2 separate regions of the Mus musculus genome follow, and region 2 is linked to region 1. A link is a contact called in public Hi-C data. All regions are on one chromosome and are shown on one strand. The core of a region is the stretch at or near the end of the contact, and the rest is flanking DNA. Distances in the headings are between cores, read along the strand shown. Region 1 holds the start of Arpp21 (cyclic AMP-regulated phosphoprotein, 21). Region 2 has its middle 32 kb from the start of Gm36367.

What was found. Hi-C and Micro-C count contacts between places; a contact is called where the count stands out from the background.
Region 2: a Hi-C map of cerebral cortex shows a contact between it and region 1, with 5 times the contacts expected there. The contact joins the enhancer-like site here to the promoter of Arpp21 in region 1. A contact is called at or near these places in 4 of 39 promoter capture datasets (embryonic stem cells, hippocampal neurons and liver), 1 of 484 Hi-C or Micro-C datasets (cerebral cortex), 6 of 115 datasets of contacts at active chromatin or transcription factors (VIP interneurons, embryonic forebrain, embryonic hindbrain and 3 more) and 3 of 9 other capture datasets (adipose tissue, liver and macrophages).

The regions. Positions count from the first base shown.
Region 1 is chr9:112,231,853-112,235,170 of GRCm38.p6, reverse strand. It overlaps Arpp21 (cyclic AMP-regulated phosphoprotein, 21), which reads left to right and starts at 1,859. Exons shown (of 21, transcript NM_001362020.1): 1 at 1,859-2,079. It also overlaps a transcript of 2900079G21Rik not described here.
Region 2 is chr9:113,262,244-113,265,561 of GRCm38.p6, reverse strand. No RefSeq gene overlaps it. Among named protein-coding and RNA genes, the nearest start is that of Gm36367, 32 kb to the left of the region's middle. Within about 2 kb of position 1,696, at least 3 of the 459 cell types and tissues checked have an H3K27ac peak or open chromatin away from gene starts, as enhancers often do. A contact at or near this core is called in cerebral cortex, where this site is marked.

The sequences.
Region 1 (3,318 bases), core at 610-3,109:
TGGCTGACTCCGGCGGGACTGCGAGAGTGACCCTCAGGTGGACCTACTCAGCCAGAGAGATCGAAATCCTGCGAGCGAGGGAGAGAGAGAGAGAGAGAGAGAGAGAGAGAGAGAGAGAGAAGAGAGAAAGGAGAGAAGAGAGCGGAGAGAGAGAGAGGAGAGGAGAGAAGAGGAGAGAGAGGAGAGAGAGAGAGAGAGAAGAGGGAGCACTCAGCGGGCAGGGAGACGGAGAGGGAGGGACAGGGACAGCCAGCCCCGTGCACTCGCTCCCTGCAGTCACCTCCTCCCACCCGACCTGGGGAAGTGGCCGGAGCGCAAAGTAGCAAAGTAGCAGAGACGCTGCGGGCTCCAACGACAGTCACCTGGTTCCCGCATTGCTGGTGGGACCACAGGTCGCAGAGGGGCGGACAGATCAGCGCAAGGACTGGCTGCAGGAGAAGGTGGCTACTCCCAAGAGAGAGGAGCAGAGCAAAGCCTGGACACCACCCCCAACCCCTTTCCTGAAGCAGACAGACTGACAGACAGGCAAATAGACAGACAGGAGCTCAGCAGCCTGTGGTGACATACAGACTCTCTAGCAGCGAAGACCTCCAAGCGTCCGGAGCGGTGACAGTCCAACAGCCGCAGCCACGCGTTCCCCACCAGCGCTGTGCCTGGGCAGCGCGAGGACCCCTGCCTCCAAGCCAAGGGCTCCTTTTGCTAGCAGTTAAAATAAATCGACCAAACAACAAAGGCAAGCCACAAACCAAACTGACCCAACCAAAGCATTCACTGAGAAACAATAATTACTCACAAAAGCCCCAAACGAAATCCAGTCAGTCAAGGCACCCGGGACGCTGGGTCACTCCACTGTTCCTTCAGGTAAAGAGCCAAGTCTTCCGACATGAGCATCACAAGCCCTTTGTGTCTGGCTGTTGGGGCTTTCTGCTTCTGCTGCCCCCTCCCCCTTTTTTTTTCTTTCTACCATCTATCTGTGCTTTCCCTTTGACCTGTTTGTCGTTTCTGTGTTGTTTATCTTGTTTCTATGTCTCGGCGGAAGGCATGGGTGGACTCTCTTTCCCTCAAAGCAGGCAGAAATTGAAATCTGGGAAGGGAATTGAAAGGGACGATGCTTTCTGTAACAGAAGTTTCCAGTAATTTTATATGGGTTTTATGGTGCCAAGTTTGGACATTCTCTTGTTTCAGTTGAAAACTTGTCACTTTCCTCAGTTACCACAGAGGTCCTGGGTCCCAAGAGGTCGGAGAAGGGAGGGAGAGGAGGATAATTTTTTGCTTTATTTTTTTTAAATCTTGAAGTCATTTCCATGACAGCCTCTGGTGTAACGTTATCTGTCTCGGGTGATAAATGTGATAGTAGGATTGGATCTGTATCAGGCAAGTGTTTTAAAAAGTTTCTTCGGAAGAGAAATTACATGGCTTAGCATGGATGTCACGGATGTATTAAATTCAAAGCTTGATCACCTTTTACAGACACAGACTAAGACTGGAGCCTAAGTCTTAAGAAAAAAAAAAAGCAATGAGGAAGGTAATGTCATGGCGGGATGGGAGGTGTACGGTGAGGTTGCTAGAAATGGTCCCCCTAAGAACGTGTTGCAGATGGAGACCATCATTTCGCTCTCTGCCTTCTCAAAGGATGCAGCTTCTGCAAGCTAGAATGACAGTCTCTAGAATGGAAATGAATCTGTATTTTTTTTTCAAATTTTGCTCCAATGCAGAATAAATCTAAACTGTGCCCACCCTTTCCTCATCTGCCTTGGAACCCAACTCTGCAGTTTACTGCTTTAAGTAAGCAGCAAAGTAGACAGGGCAGGCAGGGAGGCACTTCTTGTTTCCTTTTTTTTTTTTTTTTTGTAATTCTGTGAAAATCAGAGAGCCTTTGATATGCTCTTCAGCCTAAGTAGACCCTCTCTTTCAGGATTATGTTACTATAGGGCTTGATGTCTGAGTGGCATTTTAGCTAATGTCATTTTCATGAAAGACAGTCATTTGGAAGGCACTAGGGCTAGTTATGCTTCCTTCAAATAGCAGAGTGATCTTAACATGAGAGACCCTGTCTTCGGGGTTATGTAGCCCTTCAAGGTATGTACCTGCTTATGTCTGATTCTCAGTGTCCTTTGTCCTCATCTTCCTTTGCTTTCTAATCGCTTTGACTGGCAGGCTATTTTTATATTTCTAGAGAATACATTTAGATGTCTTTTTAAAGTGATACATGTTTCCATTCTCAAAGATTGGGAAAAGATCATCTCTTGCTATGCTCGTCTGTGCTAATATGATTTGGTTTCTGTGTAAATTTAAAGGCATTGCTTTAGACCATTGTATTATACATGTCTTAGTTTCTCCTTTCCGGGTATGATTTATGTCGTCCGAATGACAAAGTAACTATTCCTCTCGGTGAGTGCTTATTTAACAGTACTTTGGATGAGGCATATTTAAAGAAACTTAAACAGCTCCTCCGGGGAATACCATTAGGTTTCTTGGTGACTTAATTTCATTCACTATATGGTGATTTCTTTTTGCTGGTAATTCAGTTCAGACCCAGACAAGTGTGTGTGTGTGTGTGTGTGTGTGTGTGTGTGTGTGTGTGTGTGTGTTTTATTAGATTTGCACATTGCCAATCTCTCAGTGACTGCTTGTCATAGATCTCAGTTGAGTGTGGTTACTTGAGAACTGTAGCAATCACCCTGTTAGAGCGTGCTGCACTGAGGAGTTCCTTGCAGTCTGTTTTTTAACGCTGTTTAATGAAGGAGTGGGCATCTCACTCTGCAATGAAAGGAGCCCGAGAACAGACAGAGCCCTGTGCTGCTGTGGAGACTGCAGAGCAGAAGGGAGTGGGAAGGTAAAGCGGGCTGCAGAGGTGGTCTTTTGAATCGGGTCCTTATAGCTTATCGATGGAAATCAATCGGTTTGGATGAGAGAATTCTCTCTGAATAGCTGGTTAGATGCTCCTTCAGCGTCTTTGCTGGTTCTTAGAAAGAAGACTCAATAATTTGAGTTTCTGAAAACTTAGAGGAGATGCTAACTGGGGACTTCCTGTGTGTCTACTATTTTTAATATAGGCTGTGAGAATGTTGGGTAATGAATGCAGATTTAATTTCAAATTCCTGAATCATTGTTCTGCTGTGGCAGATGGGTTGGACCTTATGAAACATTCTGAGATTCAAAAAAACTACCACCAGCTTCAGATATGGTGATAATCTGAATTTCTGCTGTGGGAATTTTGGGTTGATTTTTCTGTCATAAACTTGAAACTTTGCACCAGAGCTGTGACAACTAAGGGAATCTGGAGGTTTTAGATGGACTTGGTGAAATAGTTGTGTT
Region 2 (3,318 bases), core at 447-2,946, 1.0 Mb before region 1:
CCAATATCTCCTTTCTTAGTATGTGGAGGGAGGGCAGAAGTCTTTCCTCTGCATCCATCATCTCCTCAGTGGCCCAAAGCTACCTTTTCAATCTCCATCTATCTTTCCTATCACAGGACACACAGCACAATTAGGATCCATCAAATGGTGTTGGGTGTATGATGAAGTCTTTTCTTGGAACAAGAGTCATTTCTGTAACTCTCTGTGAGCTTGACTTCTCTCACATCGATCAGCAGAGAATATGTTTGTCTACGGATATCTCAGTGAGCTGTCGCGAAGGCCAAGCCAGAGAGTACTGTCTCAGCCATGAAGTGTGATGTGAAAACCAGATCTCGCTTTTTCTCGATCTCTGACAACATTCATAGAAAAGCAATAGGCAAATAGCATGCAAATGTCTTCCCCTGGCCCTGTCCTGCTCCTAGCACCCTGGACAGTTCCAACAGCACTTTCATTTTCTTATAGGGCTGATAAGAATCTATCAGTAACTTCTCATGAGGTGAGGTGAGGTGAGGTACCCTTCATCTCCTAGAGCAGGCTCTGCCATCTGTGCATCAGTCCTGTAGGCTGATGATTTTAGGGAGTGTGTCTGTCTTGTCTGATGTTGTTCTCTCTTGCTGACAGTTGAAGCCACAGCCTCAGTCATCACCAGCTCCCTCTGATACTTGGATGAGATGGGAAGGGTTAGACGCTCCTTGTTTTATAAATTAGACAGACTATGTTCTAAGGGGTTTCTGAGGTCACTCATGGGATCTTATTTCTGTTTTTGCAATCCTGCCAATGGAAACAAAATTGCTTAGAGGAGCCGCACATGTTTGATATTTCCTTCAGCGATGATGAATGACACTTACATTATTAATGTCTTACTTTCCTGGATCAGGTAGAGAGGAAATACCGCCATACTGGGCTCTTTCCTCTGGTCACTATCCGTCAGCATGATTAATTGTGATTTCAGGCAAATCTCTCCTTTCTGGGGGTGGGGGGACGCATACTGAAGTTCTGAGGGGGTGAGAGGAATGAAGATGAAAGTGGATCCAAGAAACAGATGCCAGCCCAGGGACCTGGCTCAGTGAGTAATGTGCTTGAGGACCTAAGTTCAATTCCTCAGAACTCATACGAAGAGCCAGGTATAGTAGTGCTCACTTGTGATCTCAGTGCTGAGCAGCCAGAGGAGGCCCCATGAGGCTCACCATCCAGCTAGTTTAGCCTGCCTGACAACCGCTAGGTCAACCTATGCTCATGCATTCTCACACACACACACACACACACACACACACACACACACACACACGCACACACACACACACATGCACAGAGAGAGCGAGAGAGCGAGAGAGCGAGAGAGCGAGAGAGCGAGAGAGTGAGAGAGAGAGAGAGCCAGAATGATAAGATATGCAGATATTTGCTTGGTAAGGTAGTGGGAACGGTTCCTCACATGAAAGATGACCTCTATAGGATGTCAGGATTGTGAAGTGATTGGTGGGAGAAGGAGTGTGAGAGGGAAACTCACTGCATCTCAGGTAGACCACTGGGTTCAGAGAGCCCAAGATGGACCCCAGAGGAAGAAAATGACCTTCACCTGTGTTGAGATTCCAGTAAGGTAAGGATGTAACCGAGAGGCCCCCGGAGATCACTGTGTCTTCTTCACGTCCATGGATGGGCTTGAAGACGACATGGTGTGAACTGAGGGGTGTGTGGGCGGGAACATATGGAGAATGCAGGGTGGATAATTGTCTGGGAAGTCTGGGTCTGAGGAGGAGGAGGAGAGAGCAGTAACTGCAGGAAATGTGGGTGGTGGGAAGATATTTTTAAACTAGGGAAGGCTTGAGTCTGTTTTTGAGAGATGTGATGAACAGGAAGTCTTGACTAGTTAGCAGAGAGATGGATGACCTGACAGCCAGAGGACACCAGGGACGAAAGCCAGGACCCAAGAGGAAGGACTCTTCTTAGATGTCACATCAAGGGTATACATGGCTTTGAAGACCATGCTCTTATTTTACCAAGACAGTGGATACCCCCTCTTTCATCCATCATGCCCACTGCAAACGTTCTCTGGACCTCACTTCTCAGAAGCTTGAACTGCAAACATGTGCAGGAAGGAAAGGACACATGTGTGTCTCAGATCCTATCAGCACTTTGTAAAAGATTAGGCTCTCTCTGTCCACAGTGTCTGACCTTTTGGGACATTCACGCCCAAAACCAATCTCCCTGATTCCCTGTGAGACTCAACTGGACGAGCTGCAACTGCAGGACATGTGATGGTCTTTCATTCCCTCATCTTGTCTAGACTCCTCTTTCTCTGGGTGCAGAAGGGGTGAACATTCTCTTCTCTAATGCCCTTGGTCAGTGTTCTTAAGAGTGGTGTGTGTGTGTGTGTGTGTGTGTGTATGTATTCATGTGTGTCAGTGCAGATGAGTATGTACCACAGTCCTTGGATATGGGTTAGAGGACAACCTCTGGTGTTGTTGGCATGAGATCAGGTCTTATTGGCATCGTGTATGCCAGCCTAGCTGTTCCACGAACTTCCAGGGTGTCTCCTGTCTGCCTCCCATATCCCTGGAGGAACAGTGAGGTTACAAGTACTTACACTGCTATGTCCGGTTTCTGTGTTTGAACTCTAAACTCATGTCCTCACACTTGTGAGCTGTCTCTCCAGCCCTCAATGCTATTTTTCTTATTAATAGAGCCACTTTGTGCATTTACCCAACTTTAGAGAGATGCCTAAATACTCTACCTTCCTCCCCTGTACTCAGTGGCCCAACTGCCACTTAATACAACTTCAAGATGGCTAAATACATTTTTAGGTGTTAGTAAAATTGGTGGTGACTATTGTGCTATATTAAAAAATCCTAGGATTATCATCAGCATCAATATCATCATTGTTATTTTGATAGTTATGGTATAAAACGAAACGTGGTCTCATGTTTTACAAGCTGTCATCAAACTTATGATGTAACCAGGTGTGACCTTTAAAGTCTGATCCCTTTGCCTCCACCTCTGGCATCCAGGGACTACAGACAAATGTCACCACAACCAGTTTACATGAGGCTGAGTGATGGACTCAGAGCTCCACATATGCTATGAACATGCCAATGAGCTATTTCTCCAGTTCTGAAGAACTAGTTTTAAAAACGCAAATCAGAGCTAAATTTTAATCTCTCATGTGCATAACTAATTTTTCCAAGACCTTAAGACAGAAGCCCATGGTTTGTTTTTAATATCAAGAAAGCACACGTCAATAAACACTCTATTCCCACACCACCCTAAACTCATCCCATCCAGTGACAGTGAAATATACACTGACAAGAGCAATAAGAAAAA